Linked DNA regions of Mus musculus: region 1 is linked to region 2. A link is a contact called in public Hi-C data. All regions are on one chromosome and are shown on one strand. The core of a region is the stretch at or near the end of the contact, and the rest is flanking DNA. Distances in the headings are between cores, read along the strand shown. Region 1 holds the start of Rnf170 (ring finger protein 170). Region 2 holds the start of Xkr5 (X-linked Kx blood group related 5).

The links. A called contact is a pair of places that touch in the nucleus more often than the background predicts.
Region 1: a Hi-C map of B cells shows a contact between it and region 2, with 5 read pairs. The contact joins the promoter of Rnf170 here to the promoter of Xkr5 in region 2. A contact is called at or near these places in 1 of 39 promoter capture datasets (pre-B cells) and 1 of 484 Hi-C or Micro-C datasets (B cells).

Annotation. Positions count from the first base shown.
Region 1 is chr8:26,118,096-26,120,795 of GRCm38.p6, reverse strand. Rnf170 (ring finger protein 170) reads right to left here and starts at 1,428. Exons shown (of 8, transcript NM_029965.4): 1 at 1,196-1,428; 2 at 233-356. Hook3 (hook microtubule tethering protein 3) reads left to right here and starts at 1,572. Exons shown (of 22, transcript NM_207659.3): 1 at 1,572-1,838. The coding sequence starts at 1,782.
Region 2 is chr8:18,949,677-18,952,376 of GRCm38.p6, reverse strand. It overlaps Xkr5 (X-linked Kx blood group related 5), which reads left to right and starts at 1,402. Exons shown (of 7, transcript NM_001113350.2): 1 at 1,402-1,501. The coding sequence starts at 1,444. It overlaps Gm40464 (a long non-coding RNA gene), which reads right to left and starts at 2,110. Exons shown (of 3, transcript XR_870173.3): 1 at 1,947-2,110.

The DNA.
Region 1 (2,700 bases), core at 179-2,678, 7.2 Mb before region 2:
CACACACACACACACACACACACACACACAGCCAACCACGCAAGCAAAACAAAACAAAAACTCAATGTTTTTTTGAAATCCTAAAAGCTCAGCGAGAAAACCAACTTCAAATGGGAAAGAAGTCCCCAGGAACTGAAGAAAAAAAAAAAAAAAGTGAAGGTGTGCCCTGGGAAGATAACTTCTTCCCAGGCACTGCTAATCAAAGACTGCATGATCTGGTGGTTATGCATACCTTTGAATCCAAGATTCTCCTAGGACTCCAAAGCATATATCTTGTATCTTGTTGTCTTGGAAACGCCAATATCTTTGCATTAAGGTCGACTGTTTATTATAGCATTATTCTTAGACGCCCTAAGCTGGAACAAAGTGCACATCAATAGTAGAACGGGTACAAGGCTGTAGTCACACAATAGGATATTAGACAATCATGGGATTTTTGCAGATAATTTAATATTATTTAAAAGCCAAAGCCACAATACATATCCATTCATAAAAGTTCAAAATCAAACAAAGGAAAATTATACTACATGCATAGTCATCTGGTTAAAAAGCTAAAAGGGAAAGCTTTTAAAATAAAGTAAGTGCCTATCACAAAAATCAGATTAGAGATGGTATGGATGGAAGAACTCTTGGGAATGTGGCAATTCATTTTATTAATATTCCTCAAACATGTACTGCTACGCACTGTTCTGCATGCGACTTAAAAACGTATATGAAACCTTCTACAAGGCTTGTATTAAAAAAAAAAAATCGAAAGTCGGGCAAGGATGCACCTCAATGAAGCCAACTCCTAGCACAAGAAGCAGGCCTTAGGAACAGCAAGGGTCCTTACGCACTGGGGAACTGGCGTCCACCCTCTGTCACTTTGGGTAAAGTTTTTTGTGGGAGAAGGGGGCTCCAAGGAGGAACGCCGGGCTCCCCACAGCCGGGCCAAACCGGCCCCCAGCCTCCGAGACGCGCCCACGTCAGCCGTTCCACCTTCGCCCGGAGGGAGACTCTGGGCAGGCTCCGGCGACTCAGGGAAGGCTGCGCTCCGGCTTCCGGAGGGAAGCGGTGGGCGCGGAGCCTACCCTCGCGCGGTCCCGCAGCTCCCCCCACCGCCACCGCGCCGAGTCCCGCAGTCCGCGGGTCCCCGGCCCGCCCGTGCGGGGGCGTGGCCTGGCACACGCCCGCGGCCGGAGAGGGGGGCGCGTACCTCGTCGCGGCCGAGGAACTACCGGGCCAGTCGGCGGGTCGGCATAGAGCTCATTTCCGGGGACTACCTAGCTACTCCTCCCGTGCAAACTACAGGCGGCTTCTTAAGCCAGAGCGCCGGCGTCAGCGCACGCGCAGTGCGGAGCCCCGGCGAGGGTGAGCGGACTGGAGAGACACACAGACCGGCCGCCACCGCAGGGCCCGGCCGGGGCGCGCGCCCGCGGGCCTTGGACTGGCTCTGGGAGCGCGCCTCTAGGGGCGGGGCTGAGCGAGCGCGAGCGTGCGCAGTGGCCCTCGGACCTCGGGACTCGCGCTACGCGGCGCGGCGGGGCGCGGCGCTCGCGCAAGAGGGCGTGGGCTGGCGGCGCCGGGTGCGCGCAAGGGAGTGCGCGGCCCCGAGCGAGGGAAGGAGGGGCTGGTGACAGTGCGGAGCGATTGCCAGCGTCCGCGCCCCGGGAGCGGACGGACGGAAGAGAAGGTCCGCCAGACGCCCGGTCTGCTGCCTGACCCCTTCGGACTCAAACCCCGAGCCGAGCGGCCGCGGCTTCTGGTTGGTTGAAGGGAGACGCTGCGGCCACCCCAGGAAGATGTTTAACGTGGAGTCTGTGGAGCGGGTGGAGCTGTGCGAGAGCCTGCTCACTTGGGTACGTGGTGGGCAGCGGGCCGGTGGGAAAGCTCCGCCACCTTTTCGCGGACACCGGTGCTCGTCCCGGGGGGCGAACGCCCCGGGGCGACCTGCCGTCACATCCGGGGCTTGGGACGGGCGGAGCTGAGTAGCCGGTGCGGCCGCGTCTACACCCGCGGCCGGGTCAGGGTCAGCAGGGAGAGGCCGGGCTCAGGCAGGCTGGGCCCAGGGTCCAGGAGGAACTTGTCCGGCCTGAGATGTTGGCTGCTGTCCGAGAGGAAACCTGCCCGGTGGGGGCTAATGATGGGGTGCAGGCGACACTGTAATTAGGACTGTTTGCCTTGATGAGGCGCTGGCGTTTCGCTCCCAAGCTCCCAGTGATCCAAAGCGTTGGTTCTGCCTGGGCGCCCGGTAGAGGCAGTCGGGACCCCCTAGTTAAGCGATGCTGCTCGCCTTTGTTGTAGCGTTCAGCCAGGATGGAGTGTAGCCCCTTGAGGGATGGATGAAGCCCTGCCCATTGGAAAATAGTACATTGGCAGGGTGGATAGACAAAACATGAAGAATCACTCAGAGGCAAAACATTTAAAACGCGAGATGCATTTTGACTGTTATAAACGATGTGATGGTACCTATAAAAGGAACCAACGATAAAAATGTTGAACTGGAAAAATTGAGGGATTTCGTAATGGAACTGAAACACATTTTTAAAGCACCATGAGATTCTAATTTGGAATTGATGAGGGTTAAGGTTATCGAATTTTCAAGTAAACATGCAGGATTTTGTCAATAGTCATGGCTTAAACGGCCCTTTTCATTAGCTGGACAGTTAACCGTGTTTGTTTCTGGTTTTCATATGCTGGTTGGAGGTAGGTCCAGGCATA
Region 2 (2,700 bases), core at 153-2,652:
GTCACCACAGTAAATACTCATTGGTTCACCAAGCTGGACAAGGGTGCAGCCATTGCTTTTATCTGTCATGTTTTGTCTCTCCAGGAAGTCTGTCTCACAAGAGCCTCCCCTGAGTCAGGTCTAGAGACAGTGTCATTAGTCTAATGAAGGCACCTCACCTCCTGCCATAGCAGACTGGTAAAAGATAACACATTAGCCAAGGAGGAAACGTAACTGGATAAGTGCTGTGAAGAAAAGAAAGGTAGAGAGAAGGGAGGCTGGTGGCACAGGAGGTGTGATTATGAACCAACCACCTTTGCCACACAGCCAATCAAATAGAATAGAATCAGATAGAATATCCCAGCTGGAATCCCCAGTTGTGTCTTCCAGCTGACCCTTCTGCGATCTCCATTTATAGGATTCTGAACCTGGGGGGCCATGTCCCTCCACACTGGACACAGCACACAAGACAGACCAGAGAGGCAGCCAACGTCCTGATCCCCCACCTTGCCTGCCTTGGACTGTTTTTAACAAATGAAATATAGAATATGTTTTTATTTCTCAAACCGTACACCTAGGAATTTGGATGGGGAGTGTGGTGGGATGTTTTAAGGCTAAAAATGTTGAGAAATGTATTGAAATGTTCCCCACCCATCACTAATCATGAACAGCATTTATTTCCAGTCCTAATTTGTGTATTCTTATTCCTTCGCAAGAATTCTATGGGGCAGAATCGCTGTAGGCCTGACCTCTACTTAGTAATTTCCTGCCACGCCTGCTCAAGGGTTATAAAACATTTTTCCGCTGGGCATGGACGATTCAGAACAATCTTTGTCCCCACGTCCACAGTCCTGTGTAACCTCTACATCGAAACAAATGTCAGGGTGATGCTTTCCCATCTCCCAGAAAGACTTTCCGTGGGAAGGTTTACTTCTGGCTTTGGGGGATCTGGATTAACCCCTCAAGGATACCTGGGAGAAAGGTCTGAAAGCAAAGCGGCTATTAAAGGCTCAGATGCCATTTTAGGCGTGTTTCCTTTCCCTTTTCTGGACACACAACTGAAATTTTTCAAAAGTCCCAATCAGCTTTTCAAATTCCTCCTCCCATGATACACATACACACATACACCACTCTGACTAGTAGTTAAGTGGACTCTGTTTTGAGCAAACCCGCTGACTATGACCACCCAGTGACTAACCCATTTCGCTTCAGAACAAACCCATTGTGTCTTACAGCCGTTAGGAGGCTGGGACAGCATGCAAATCTGACACAGACCGCGAGACTGCCCCCTAAGAACCTGTCGGTTCCTCCTGCCCCCTGTCCCCGCCTTCACCCCAACCCTACTAGCAACTTGGTAACTGACTGGGAAGAAAAGCCTCCTGTCTTGGGGCCCCAAGCCGGAAGCCTCCCCAACCCGGTCCCGGGCAGGGGAAGGGGCGGGCACAGGCAGCAGCAGCTCAGAAGATGCACGCGGGGCTCCTGGGGCTCTCTGCCCTGCTGCAGGCGGCCGAGCAAAGCGCGCGTGAGTGAGGCGCAGCCCGCGAGTGCTCACCCCTCCAATACCCTACTCCAACCCAGTGTGCGGGGCACATCTACCACCGCTGTGCCTCCTCCTCCTCCGGCAGGCAGGCAAGCGGCGAACACTGCGCCGGTGCACGCACGATGATCTCCCGTCCTAGCCTGCAGAGCACTCCCTGTGTGATCCCCTCACCATGCATGATTTCCTCCATCCAGTTAGACATCCCTCCATGCATGGATCCTCCCCATACTCCAAACCCGGAGCCCTGAGTCCCTTCTCTCTCCTCTCGCTGGTGCTCTGCAAAGAGCTGCGTGAGGAGGCTACTTTGGAGCGCCAGCACTTGGTGAGGCGCCCTGGCTCCCTGGACACCCGGGCTCCGGGCTGGGGTGGCATGCGATCCAAGAGCTGGGAGAGGTGGAGGGGTGGGATCCCAAAGGACACTGGTTACCCTTTCGAGATTGTGACACAGCAGAACGCTGGTTTACTGAAGACAAGGGTCCTGTGGGTAGCGGAGATGAAGCAAGATGGCCATAGTTTTCGCGCCTTTCGCGTTTGAATTTGTAACCCTTTCAGTGCTGGCATAGAGTGCCTCCGCCCACTTCTGCCACTCTCCTACAAGGCCCGGTCCCTGGGGAAACTCCACCATCCGGATCCAACAAGGTTCCGCGTCCCTTCTTGGACATGGTATCTCTGAAATTTACCTCTGATTTACAGAATAATCCCTGCAGATTCCCGTCCCCAACACCCACTCAGAATCCCAAAGGGCGCTAGTTTAGGCCCTAAGAGACTAGGAAGTACACTGTTGCCCATAGTGGCCTAGTCCCCTAGCTTTCCAACAGGAAAAGAATGGATGTTTAGCAGGAAGCTTGTCAGTGCACTGAACATAACCTGGGACTGAGAAAGGAATAGTGGCTATTCTCTTCCCATAGCTGATGGGTTCCCGGCTCTGCCTCCAAGCAGTGAGGTTTGTGCCTACTGATCTACATTCCTTGGTAATCCTAGAAAACTCAGGACAACGGTAGTGTGAAAGGGTCCCTGAGTACCCTCCACAATCCCCCTCAGTAATCAGTAATACCAACACAGCTTCTCGCTGACATCCGAGGTTATATAGGTGGAGCCTGGTCTGATGGCATAGGCGTATAATCCAAGCCAATGAAGAGGTTGGGGGTGGATGAACGTGGTGAGTTCTAAACCTAACTAGG